Regions from separate parts of the Zea mays genome. Here region 2 is linked to region 1. The links are chromatin contacts, called in public Hi-C maps. All regions are on one chromosome and are shown on one strand. Each heading gives the region's core, a stretch centred on a gene start, on an enhancer-like site or on the middle of the called end of the contact. The rest is flanking DNA. Distances are from core to core; before and after follow the strand shown. Region 1 holds the start of LOC100273352. Region 2 holds the start of LOC100193339.

Region 1 (6,805 bases), core at 3,158-5,657:
GATCTGAAGGCAGGAAAGCAAGAACTAGGGCACGGAAAGCAGAGGCGGTTGAAAGCGCAGTACATATGGGATATTCTCGGGTCACATACCGTTTCCAAAAAGCGCCCAGTCATCACCCGGCGGTTACTTCTAAAACACCGGCGTGCCATGTCATCACCCGGCGGTTACTTCTAAAACATCGGCGTGCCATGTCATCACCCGGTGGTTACTTCTAAAGCACCGGTGTGCCACATCATCACTCGGCTATTATCTACAAAGTGGCCGACGCAGCCCGTTCTAACTCGGCTGTTATTTCTAAAACGCCGACGTTACCATCATTCACTCGGCAGTTATCTCTAAAACGCCGACGTCGTCTTCAGTCACTCGGCAGTTATCTCTAAAATGCCGACGTCGTCTTCAGTCACTCGGCATTTATCCCTAAAACACCGACGTCGTCTTCAGTCACTCGGCAGTTACCTCTAAAACGCCGACGTCGTCTTCAGTCACTCGGCAGTTATCTCTAAAACGCTGACGTCGTCATAAGTCACTCGGTTGTTACCTCTAAAAGCGCCGACGTGGTCATCAGTCATTCCAAAGCTGATGTGGCTTCGTCATCATCCGGGTGCTACTTCAGAAGCGTAAATGTTGATAATAATAGCTCGGTCATCACCCCTAAAAGCGACGATATGATGCTCGAGTTTCTCAGCCAGAGCAATCGACTTCACAGATAAGGCAAACGGAGGAACGATTCGAGAACTTCAAGTTACGACACAAGCATAACAGATAGAGAACATCACGGACAATAGATATCACGACAGAGATCAATTGACTATGAAGCAAAATAATCAACACAGGAGGAGACGAAATCATTCTTCATTAAGGGAAGTTACATTACTTACAAATCAACTCATTATGAGTTGATACTTCCCTACTGCTACTACTACTACTACTACGCTACACTATACTACTCTACACTACTAAATACTACTACATTATTTTATTATACTACTTCTAACCTATACTAACATCTAAAGACCAGTGGCATCTAGCCAATGGCCCTGTTGCTACCCTTGCTGCTGCCGCCGTTGCCGCCTCTGCTGCCGCCGTTGCCGCCCTTGCTGCCGCCGTCACCGCCATCATCGTCACCGTCGCCTTCGTCGTCGTCGTCGTCGTCATCTCCGCCATCGCCGCCACCGCCCTCCTCGAACGAGTCCGAAGAGTCCTCCTCGCCCGAGGAGTACTCCGACTCATCCGAGCCCTCGAGCCCGGAGCGCTCGACGGCCCGGATATAAGTCCAGACCTCCGCGGCAAGCCCCTAGGAGTCGTCTGAATCGTCAGACGACGCCGGGGGAGAGACGGGAGCCGGAGACCCCTCGGACTCGGAGGAGAACTCCTCCGAGTATTCCGAGTTGCCGAAGTCCTCCGATGGAGGAGTCGGCTCGCGCTTGCGTTTGTTGCTCTTGCCCATGGTGGAAATGAAGGGAGAAGAAGAAAGCAAGCAGCAGAGAACAGCAAGAGATGTGAAAAAACCGGAGAGGCAAAGGCACTATTTATAGAAGAAGAAGGCAACCGCTCACCTCCTACCACGGTCACTGAACAGTCGCAAAATATTCAATATACGCTTCAACCCGTCTGAAGATACGTCAGGCGGCTGACGCCGTTTCACGCAACGCAACACCCATTGGGACTCCAGTCAAATGTGCGGGTGATATGATTACACCCGCCGTCACATCACATTACTACTCAGAAGCAGCCGGCTAAAACACTCAGCGTACCAAGCCGTCCCTTGCCCACACCCATTGGGGGGGACGCCCAGGAATTATCAGTATATTTTTCAAAACCGTCACATCCGTGCAGGGCATGCAATGAATACCTGAAGACAAAAATGAGATATCAGTAAGGATCAAAGGAAAGCCAAATATAGCCAGGGAAGTACAAAATCTGACCGACAGAAGCGACATGAAGACTAGCCAGGGGACGTCCATCGAATGTCCAATCAGTCGCAGATCAAATAAATTGCACCACCTAGCAAGATATGGGTAGATCACGAACTCGGCCTCAAAGACAAAATAATGCTGACCTCTAAAGCATAATATCGATGACATAATGCTGACCTCTAAGGCATTCGGAAAAAGAAAGGATGACCCTCAGCAAAAGAACACGAAATGAAGACCTTCGAGTGGATTATTTTCAAAAATCCACTCGAAGCTCGGGAGCTACACCCACCATGAATCACCATTTCAAGTCAAGACAATGCCAACTTCTAAAGCATATGGCAAGATTAAAGGCAAGGTTGACCTCCAACAAGAGTGCAAGCGGAAAATAAAAATGATTTCTGATGAAGACCTTCGAGTGGATTATTTTCAAAAAACCACTCGAAGCTCGGGGGCTACACCCATTGGGTGCACCTCCGGTGCACCCAATGGAGTTCAGGGTCCTACAATACGAAATACCGATCTCCAAGGCACGAGTGTGAGACAAAGCTCCAGTTTTCAAGTGATCAAAGCAGAAGGAGACAGTAAGAAATCGTTTTTACCAAACTGCCCGGAAAGCATTTCTTGTCATAAACGAAGACCACAAGCTGGACCTAGGATCTTTGGGCCGATTATCTCAAAATCAACCCAAAGATCGGGGGCTTGTGGGGGACAGATATCCCCCGGGTCCACTGGAAGGATAAAAGACCTCACAAAAGGCCTAAGGGCCCAATAAATCGTAAGGTCACTCCTTCATGGGCCTGGGGAGGAACGATCAGTAAAGCAGATTGGCATAAGGCCGGATCGGTGTGAGCCCGGATGGCCCAACAACGTTGAGCAAGCAACCACAACAGAAGACCCGACTTTCCCGCGCCGGAGCCCCGTACAACGGAACCAGGCGAGGATAAGTCGGCAGAACTATAGGAAGATAGGCTCAATCAGTTCACTATCTCTTAGGTGCAGTTTGTTATCTCATCCGCATGTATTGCCTCACGGTCGAATATATAAGGCCTAGGGGGCACCCCTTCAGAACGATCGATCTCACCACTCATCCATTCACCCCAACTCTCTATTCTCTAGTGTTAGAGAGCTCCCTTGTAATCCACCACGTAAAACATTCTCACCAGGATGTAGGGTGTTACGCATCTCCAAGCGGTCCAAACCTGTAAACATTGTCCATTGTTCCTCGTGCATCCGGCACGAACCATTTAGCTACAGTCGGCGACACCGTCCTACTCCTAAAAACACCTTGAGGGGCAACCCCGGGTGTGCGGTCGGACCCAAAGCACCGACACTCGACATTGCCAAACACATCTCTGTCCACAATTTCTCAGGTGATATCAATGTTTATTTTGAATTTTATCTATGTCTTTTTCTATAAAAGGATTCATTAACATGGATAAGTCTTCTTGAGGGGCATTATGATGGAGGCATGTACTCTCTCAAACAATATGATGGTGCCACCCTCAAACAAACCCTAATTGGTTGATCTACCAGTCGCACCCAATAACATGCTTATGTTAGTTACCCCTCGTCTCAAGTTGTTTAGTTGATTATGCATCTTAATAATATTTCATGTCCTAAAGAGTCAAAGTCATCCATTTTTAGTGCCTAATATGTAGCTCAAAGTTAGCAATTGACCTATAATATCTAGGCGTCGTCTCCTAGTCAACTATGGCGTCGTCGAGATAGTTATCTTAGTTCAATTTAATTTATCATTAGCTATTTTGTAATACATTCTTGTAATGTAATAAAGATTATGATATTCGTCTCTATACACCGAGTCATTATATGTGTGGACTTGATTATAACGCACATATGAGATGTATCTGGATTTCGCTTTAAATACGGGTGTGACAATAACATCAGTCACCTATTTTTGTGCCAACCTCATATTTTATCGGTTCTCTAAACACGTGGATGTCGATTATTACTTTGTATATGATCATCCGATCATGTCTCCACTCAATAACTTGGTGTGCGGGTCGTTTCATAAGGTTCAGATTGTAGATATTATGATCAAGCCCTTATCGGTTCATAAGAATTTTGTTATAATTTGGATGTGCAGGGAGCAAAAGGATAAGGTGCAGTTACTATTCTAGCTTCTTGCTCGACGATGCGCTAGGGGTCTAGGGCAGCTGGCAATGAAGCCGAACAAAAATCCCGAATCGACAGCCTTTAAATGTCACATAAATCGCCACGACGAAGAATTGAGCAGCACCGTCCCCCACCCATCTCAGCTGCCAATTCTCCTATCCGACAGCTTGCAGGACGGATACTAATAACCGTCGATAGCACGCAGGTTCTTGCATCCGACGGCTCAGAAAGCCAGCCTCTCACGGGCTGCTCTACGCCTCCCGGGCCACCTGGCTACCCGGCCATCATAAAGAGGCGGCCTCCCGCCCCTCCTCTCCTCGCGCTGCTTGCTTGTCCGTTGTCGCAGAGAGAGAAAGAGTGGGATGGCAATGGAGAGGTCGTTGTCGTGCGCGGAGAGGGGCAGCCAGTACGGCGCCGGGGCGGGGGCGGGGGCGATGAACCTCCGGAGCTACAGCGCCTCCTACGAGCGACCGACGACAGCGGCGCCGTCCACGGTGCAGCGCGCCAGGAGCGTGAGCTCGTGGAGCACGCCGCCGGCGCCGCCGCCCGTGCAGCGGGCCGGGAGCACCAAGAGCGGCCCCACCGCCGCCGCCGGTGGCCGGGCCGCCCCGGGGCTGAACCTGCGCTCCTACAGCGCCTCCTACGCGGCCTCCTACGGGCCCACCCTGGCCGATACCGGCGGGCAGCTGAAGCGCTCCGGCAGCGTCACCAACTGGACCTCCGCCAACCGCCGCTCCGTCAACCTGAGGGGGTACGCCCCGTCCTTCGCCGCGATGGACGACACCGCCGGCGCGGTCCCGGCGCCCAGGAGGAAGCTGCGGGCGGGGGCGGACGACGCCGAGGTGCAGCGGCGGCGGCTGGTCGTGTACAAGACGTACGGCGTGGAAGGGAAGGTCCGGGAGTCGGTGCGCCGCGGCGTCAGCTGGATCAAGGGCAAGTGCTCCGGCGCGGCCTACGGCTGGTGGTGATCGATCGCCAGCTCCATCGCCGTGCCCACCGGCCTATCGGAGTGGTACTACTACGGTACGGTCTACCATATGAGCTGGTGCACTGCATGCCCACCGCCGCACCAGTACCTCCTGTTACTTGTTCTTGGAGTTAGGAGTTTTTTTAATCTTTAGGAGATGGATTTGGTTGTATGTAGTAGCATACTAGCATGAGCTGTGGAGCTTCTTCTCTTGGTGAGTGATCTCGTGTCTTGTGAGGGAAGGAGGAAGTTCATGCTGTGGGTGTCCTACTCCTCTTTACAGAACAGATATCTGGACTCTGGTCTATGTAAATATAGGTGCTGCGTATGTATATATGTGTGTATAGAATAAGATTTCTGTAAATTATTACTACTACTACAGGCAAGACTGCTGTTGATGGCCTCTTTGAAAAGGCCGGCTTCGGATTCACTATTGTAACTGTATCTCAGAAGCCGGTGAAGTGATCAAATCCTGACCTGCTCCTCCATCGTCTAGTGCTCTAGACTGATTTGGTGATCAGAGACATGTGGGGGAGGAATACCCTTACTATTCAAATTTAAATAGCAAGAGGATTAGGATTCATGATCATCAAATCAACCCCTAGTTTGTTTTGCTGCCATACTAAACAGTGACGCAGCATCATACGTGTCAGGAAGAAGGTCTGAATTTGTGGCAGCACATATATACCGCAAATGGAACGGGGGTGTCACAGTAGGATTCAGAATTTTCATCAGCCAGCAGATTTCTAGCCTGTAATCTTGGTTCCTTCTCGTTCAGTTTTTTTCTTCTTCTTCAGATTCGAGCTAAAACTTCGTCAAAGCTTGAAAAAAATTAGCCGAGATTTCTAGCCGATTTCCCTCTCTATCGGCCCCCTCCCCTCCACGCACGCACGGCAACGCCTTAATTTGTACAGTTATACTCTCGCCTTCAATCACAACCACGTAACATGCACTGGCAGTTGGCGGTGTGGAGTTTTCTCCAGCCCTAGTGTTTTTTTTTATTTCTATATATTTTTCCATGTAGTGGGATCCCGTAGGATAGAACACTACATTTTCTGTGTGGATTTTGCAGAGTCAACTCTCCAGCGCAGCATCAAAGCTAGGCTGGTAATTGGTTATATCGTAGAGATGACCAAACGAGCCACCGGCCCGGTCCAAACTCGGTGAAGCTAGGCCCATTTTGGACTGGGCCGTTAGTCACGGTTCGAAAACTATGACGGGTCTTCCAAGCCCGCGAGCTTGTTTTACTGTCCGAGCCTGTTTAGTGTCGGGCCGGTAAGCACGATTTAGTGCAAAAAATGGGCTTGACGGGCTTACAGATGAATGGGTCGTGTCGGACTAGCCTATCGGGCTTAGTTTCCTGTCCGAGCCCGGCCCGCTTATTCGTGTCGGGCCAGCTCGGGCTCTTATAAAACCATACCAGGCCAAAACACGTGCTTCGGGCCGAGCTTTCGGCCTTCAGGCTTTCTGTACATCTATAATATATTGGCACAAGTTCTTTAGCATCTAAGCCCACACCGAATCCCTCCATATAAGTGGAAAAAAATTGTTTTGCACTAACTGCGTGATTGCACTCTACGCTTAGGGTCTGTTTGAGAACACTTTTTTTTCCCAAAACCACGGTTTACTAATAGAGTGTTTGGTTTGAAGAATGATATAGTCTATTATCTTCTCACTCCTCACTTTTTTGTTTGGTTTGTAGAATTGAATGAGTTAATCCATCACCACCTCATTCCTAGTTATTTAGTACTAATATGTGGAATGAAGTCATCCCACCAAATTTGAGGAA
Region 2 (6,805 bases), core at 2,036-4,535, 160 kb before region 1:
AGGCACCATATGCACCATAGGCAGCACCTCCATACATGGATCCACCATAACCACCACCAAAACTAGACCCAAAGCCAGCATTGCCTCCATAGCCATACCCTCTACCATAGCCATATCCTGCTCCTGCGCCACCATCATATCCATAACCTGCTGCAGCAGATCGATAAGCACCACCATACCCATAACCACCGCCGCCTCCACTGCTGCCACTACCAGCTCCACCACCACTACGGTAAGAATTGCGGTAAGCTCCACCTCCGTGGTTTGATCTCCCATTACTGCTGTGGTCAGATCCATGTTTCTTTGGTTCAGCCTTCTTTATTTCAACCTGCAAACAGAAACCATAAAAAAGTTAACTGAAATAACACATCTGTAACCAACACGACAGGAAAACCACTTCAAATTAAACAACAGCAAACACTCTTCTCATTAGTCACCACAATCATCATAGATCAAATTTCAATTCTCTATTGACTCAAGAAAATGAGTAGTACCATACATTAAATGACCAAAAATAAGGAGGTTAACATCACAATGTGTGAGCAATACGAATAAAAAGAATGCCTTCTTAGGCTATCTCCAGCAAATCGTGCATATGGTCATGCAAAACATTGTTTTGCACCTTATACTGCACTATTCACAGAGTGAGGTTTGAAATAAAAGATGTGATAGGCGATAGGATGGGTAAGCTGCTGGAGACAGCCTTATAGAAGATCTAGAGTTCCATTCACAATCTCAAAGCACCTATTATAGCCAAAATAGTGGTCGCGTATCAGAACCTAAGTTGTATTCTAGAATTTCAAAACCCCTTCAATCCAGTAGCGCATGAATTATGAACATTTCCAAGTCTTTTAGTTTTTTGTTCAACTTCGCTTTTAAGTGAAACATAAGTCTACAACAAAACAAATTTAAAAATCTAACCTGCTTCCCACCAAGATCACGCATTCTCCCCTCTGATATGACCCTTTCAACAGAATCTTCACTTTCAAATGTGATAAAACCAAACCCTCTAGAACGCCCAGTGCTATGATCAAGCATTATCTGATGTTCAACCACATTACCATATGATGAAAAGTGATCCTTCAATTCATCTGAAATTTTGTACCCTCTCAGTATCATAAACAAATTGCATTCAAGATTTCTTTGTTGATATCAAACACCTACCTTCAGTAAGAGATGGCGGTAGCCCACCGATGAAGATCTTTCTTGTCTTAGGGCCGTCTTTGGTGATCATCTCTTCCCTCGGGACAGTCCTCTTAACTTCAACCTGCATAAACAAGAAGTTGAGAGGGTTCGAGAGAAACTAACTGTCAACTAAATTGCAGAGGTTTGCAGAGCTGGAAGCTAAGGTCCCATGTTACGGTCGATCTAAATTAGATATCCTACCGTTCTGCCATCTATAACGTGATCATCCTCCAAAACCTTGTCTATAACAGATGGATCAGAAAATGTAACAAATCCAAATCCACGAGGCATCTTAGTATGCTTGTCCTTCATAATTACAGAATCAGTTATTGCCCCATACTTCTCAAAATGCTTGGAGAATGATTCTACATACAAACAGATAAAACCATACAAATTTGTCAATTTGGAAAGAACAGAATCACAAAAGTAGCAAACCAAGGATTGGAGATGAACAGGAAAAAATATTTCACATAAGAGCATCCCTAGAAACATCATTCGAGAAACCAATCAACATATGCAAGTCTGAAGATAACCTACTTCACAAATGAATTCCCTTCTTTTAAGCAGAAACATATGAATTTTCGTGCATAACTCATATTGGTCTTTGTATACCAGCAAGAAAACAGATGAATTTGAAAGAAGTTCATGATTTTGTGCAATCTATCTCATTACTTGTCAGTACTTGTATCGTACATTAGTTAATCTGAGCAACATATCTAAGCATGATGCACTTAACTACACACAGAACAGAAATATTGATTTTACAATTTGCTATGCATTGTGGGACGATGACTCATTAACAAAACAAAACCAAGTTATCATCGTTGGAAAAGATGGAACAGCTTTCCTTGCTGGTGTATCCTTTACTCAAATACCAAGTGGATTTACAAATCAATACAAATTATAAATGCAGTACAATGAGTAAAAGCAAATCTGAGCATGATGCAGGAATTGGCCATTTCACTGTAACCCGCATATATATTGAAAAATGTTTAAAAGACTAAGCATCAGAATATATGCTCAGCAGCACAGAACATGCAAAGAAACGTGTATCTATCAAGTGCATTGTTAATCATTCACATATTTTTTTATGAGTAGTCATCCAGGTATATCATTCATATGTAGCCTGTTCCAATTAGTTATAAAAATTCACAAACTTGATTAAAAACATGGAAACGTAGTTGAATCCATGAAACATGAAACAATAATAGCAGCAAGTCAACCAACCAATTAACAAATAATGCCACAGGCAACAAAATATGGAAGAAAACACACCAATAACATTAAGCCAATGTGGCAAAAGAACAGAGACAAACAAGGAAAATGGCCTGTGGGACACTTAATGGAAGCATGCTAACAGAAACACTACTTTCCGCAATAACAGACGCCATATCAACCCTTTATGACAACCTGCTCGCCGATAGTTCATGTTTCCACATTTTTATTTCAGCATTCAAAACATCTAGAGAACCGATCTAGTTCTAGACAAAGAAAACTCCAGGAGTACCTTCAATTTAGCATTCAAAACATCTAAAGAACCGAAATAGAAAAATCAAACTCCAGGCGCAAGCAGTCCAGTAAATAACACATAAATTTTACCTTCAGTAGTCTCCCAAGCAACGCCTCCGACAAAAATCTTTCTGCAAAAGAAAAAGTATTAGCTCTCTTGCTAAACTATATCCTTGAAATTCAGAACAAATACAAACCCTAAAGCCCAAATCGCTCACCCCAACGAGTCGCCACCCGCCCCCCTCCCATCCTCTCCGACAGCAACAGCGTACCCAGAGCCCCCATCCCGGCCTACCCGCCTCCCGGGGTGTCCCTCCTCTTCGTCGACCTCCTCGTCGTACCCGTTCAACTCGTGCTGGTTGTCCTCCGGGTACCCCGCCATACTGCAAACTTCGGGAAACAGCCGCCTGAGATCGAACCAACAAAATCTGAACAAACAGGCAGAAACCCTAGGTCGGGGCTTGAAAGAAGGCCGGGCTGATTACCACGGAATCAGAGCAATCCAAGGGTGGGGTTCGGGGCCTGAGCAAACCCTAGCGGCGCTGCTGCGGGTGCGGGTTTAGAGGGAAGGAGACAGGGACTAGATGAGAGAGAGAGACGGAAGAGGAGTCGGCGGCGGCGAGGTTCGGTTCGAGTCCAACGCGCAGGCGGCTCCGTTATTTATATGAGCCGTGCGCGACGGTAGTGGATTAGACGTACCGACGAGCCATTTACCATCTCTACTACTTATCTCTACTACTTCTTAAGATAGTAACGTAGGCGTTCACAGGTGCGTTCTGCCTTCCACCCGACATCCTTGTCTACAACGCGCCGCTAATCTCGTAGTCGCGCCCCGGCGATCCGCGCCTGCCTGCCGCCGCCCGTGATTGTAGCCCACCCCGACACCGCGCCCCCTCTCCCCTGACGTGATGCCCGCCTCCCACCCCGTCCCCTCGGTGTCCCTCGCTTCCACCCGCCCTGACACAGATCTCACCCTTGGGGGACATGGGGAGCAGCGTCTAGATGATGGGGTCGGAGCGCACCAGCGGAGTAGAGCAGCTCCACCTTGTCCACCTCCTCCGAGACGAAGAGGGAGTAGACGAGGTCGCAGGTGGCCTGCGAGTCCTTCACGGTGGGCACGTCATTCACCTCCAGACCCCGCTCCAGCGGGATGTAGGGGCGGCGCTGGAAGTAGGCGTTGCCCTTCTTCCCCACGCTGATGACGGTGTACTGGAGGCCCAGCTGCTCGAGCTCCTCCATGCGGGTCTCCACCTTCTTGAGCACGTTGTTGTTGAAGCTCCCGCAGAGGTCGCGCTCGCCGGTCAGGACCACGAGCGCCACCTTCATGACGGGGCTGCTGCGGGTGAGGGGCAGGTCGATGTCCTCCGTCTGGATATCGCCCCTCATGTTGTAGAGCACCTCGACCAGGGCCTCCGAGAAGGGGCGGGAGGAGACGATCCAGTGACCAGGGCCACCAAACCGCGACCCCGACCCCTACCCAGCCGCGGAGGAAAGGGCGGGGTGCTGACTCCGGTGGTTGGAAGGAGGCGACGCGACCTCAACCTCACCAACTTCGTCGGGTCCTCTTCTCTGCAGCCGCGTGTGCACCCCGACATACTTCATCTCTTGATTTCTTCGTAAACAACAGATGAGGGATTCACGATGGCTAAGTCGAAGGACCACATGGCACATAACCAGTCGTACAAGGCGCATAAGAACAACATCAAGAAACCCACGCGCGGCTGCCAGACCTCCACCAAGGGGGTACGTGCTTCCTTTTCCTTGCTTCTCAAATCTCAACTATGCTAGATCTGAATGTGCTTCCTTTTCCTTGCTTGTCAACTACGCCACTCCATACTTGGCAGTCTGCTATCCCACATCACAGGTGTTTAACCTTGTGCAACCCTTTCCAAAATTGAGACGCACCTCTATCAGATGACAGGAAAAAAATTCCCTTGGTCATGTATTTCCCTTTGATAAATTTGAACCAAGTATCATCAGACCCCTGAGAAATTTTCTATATCCATTTTACTAGCAGACATTCATTCATCATTCTGCTGTCTAGAATGCCTAGACCACCTTGGTCTTTTGGCCTAGCTACCATCTCCCATTTGGCCATGTGATAGCACTTTTTTCTTTTTAGCTCCTTGCCAAAAAATTAGATCTAATCGAATTCATTTTATAATGAAACTCTTTAGGGAGGAGATAAAAACCCATGCAATAAGTCAGAGGAATCATAGGACTATAAAAGTGTGGCAACCCACATAAGCACACACGCTGTACACAGGCACTATGACATGTTCAGACTTCACACTGAGCAGAAAACAACCTACAAAAACATAAGTCAGATGAATCATGTTATGAAAAAAAGGAAAAAAACACCTGCCTGATATTGTCGAACACATCCATCATCAGTGAGAGACCTCGAGTCCAAATAAAACATGGGAAAAAGGCAATTTGGAGCAGATCAGAGAAACTAAGAATAGAACACACACTGGGAAGTTATCCCTGTGGTTGCATTAGCAGCAGGTACCATATTAACGTATGTGTTTCCTCTGTCAAATGTGGCAAAACAAAAAACTAATTTGGCTCGGGCCAACTATTGAATCAGATAACAATCTAAATAAGTACTGTAGAGTGCACACAAGTGGCAACATAAGAACAATAATCACGCTAAATAAGTGGGCCCCACATCACAGTCCTGCACATGATTTTACCATCTTATTCTTAAACTATTAAAATGATGGACAGAGGCGAGGCCTCCAACCCATCCCCACTCCTCGGATTCACCGATTCATCGTCGTTTTGTTCACCGATTTGCCGCAGTTCTGTTCACCGATTCGCCGCAGTTCTGCTCATCTCATAAATAAGGTGCGTCCTACTATATATTCAAAGGTGTTGTAGCGACTAGCGAGTTCTGCTTATGTTACTTTTTGTTAGTAAAGGTGTCAGATCGAACACTTCAGAGACAGTTAGAAAAGGTGTTAGATCGAACATTAGTTGAGAGTTTGGTAGCTTGTATAGTTTCGGATTTGATACTTCATCTCTGAAACTATAAAAATGCTATTTTAGTTTTCTTGAATTTATTCTTTCATGACTTAGCATTCATATTTTTTTATTTCCAAGTTTTGACCATGTGAGGAAATCTGAATGAATATTCAGGTTCTTTCTTTCTTTAAGAAATTCCCTTTAGATACTTAATGGTGAGATGATGATCTTGTATTCCATTCATGTATACATTACCAGAATGGATCTTGTTCCACCAGAGAAGTAATTTTGGTTGTATTGGTTTGCATTTCAAGCTGACCACCCTAGATTAAACTTCAAAGACCGGTACCCTGAGCCATACAGAGATTCTCATCCACAACTGAAAATGGTACCAATTTGTCTTGTTGTATTGTTGTGGGGAATGAAATTTGTTAACTATTAACTAAAATATATGAGTGAAGAAAAGGATTCACACATGCACTAGATGCTTTGATATATCTACCAATCACAACCATTTAGCCACCTGTGAAATCTCTCAGGTTGGTGGTTGATACTCATGCTTACACTTTTTGCTAGGACCATTTTGATTCTATAAAGCTAAACTATGATTTCCTATTTTTTCAAACTCGCCGGAGCTGCACGGTTATCTGGACCAAGCTAATCTCTATGCCTTCCAACACGCTGGAGGTACCACACTGAAACTTCCATTACTTTTGGATAGTTATTATACATCCCTGATATTTGCACAAAATCCAGTTGCCTTTCATTTTTTGGTTCGTAGCTTCCTATGTATAGGTTGGTGTCTGAATGGATTATCCAATGTTGTAATTTGTAGCAGAAAATCACTGAACCGAATATATCACATTGTTGTGTGTTATGTTGTGTCTTGTCTAATGCATGTGAATACTCATATGAAGCTTTTGCAATACCAGATGGGGAGGGCTGCAATGATTACATCTACATTTGGTGGAACTTTACCTCATGGATGATATGCCAGATGGGGAGGGCACACAAGGATAGCCCCGACGTACATGCCCCTCAATTATCCCTCTGCCCTCTTGGTTTCGCTCTGCTCTCACCTTGCCAGGCGACTGAGGTGTCTGATTTGTTCTGCTAATGTGGTGTTGACGCAGGGTTTTGTCAC

The links. Hi-C and Micro-C count contacts between places; a contact is called where the count stands out from the background.
Region 2: a Hi-C map of ear shows a contact between it and region 1, with 2.0 times the contacts expected there. The contact joins the promoter of LOC100193339 here to the promoter of LOC100273352 in region 1. A contact is called at or near these places in 5 of 25 Hi-C or Micro-C datasets (bundle sheath, ear, leaf and 1 more).

Annotation. Positions count from the first base shown.
Region 1 is chr4:238,157,191-238,163,995 of Zm-B73-REFERENCE-NAM-5.0, reverse strand. LOC100273352 reads left to right here and starts at 4,407. Exons shown (of 1, transcript NM_001159432.1): 1 at 4,407-5,391. The coding sequence starts at 4,412. The coding sequence ends at 5,017.
Region 2 is chr4:238,316,831-238,323,635 of Zm-B73-REFERENCE-NAM-5.0, reverse strand. LOC100193339 reads right to left here and starts at 3,285. Exons shown (of 7, transcript NM_001138474.2): 1 at 3,180-3,285; 2 at 2,913-3,084; 3 at 2,785-2,825; 4 at 1,387-1,550; 5 at 1,165-1,267; 6 at 922-1,091; 7 at 1-328. The coding sequence starts at 3,076. It also overlaps the pseudogene LOC103655982.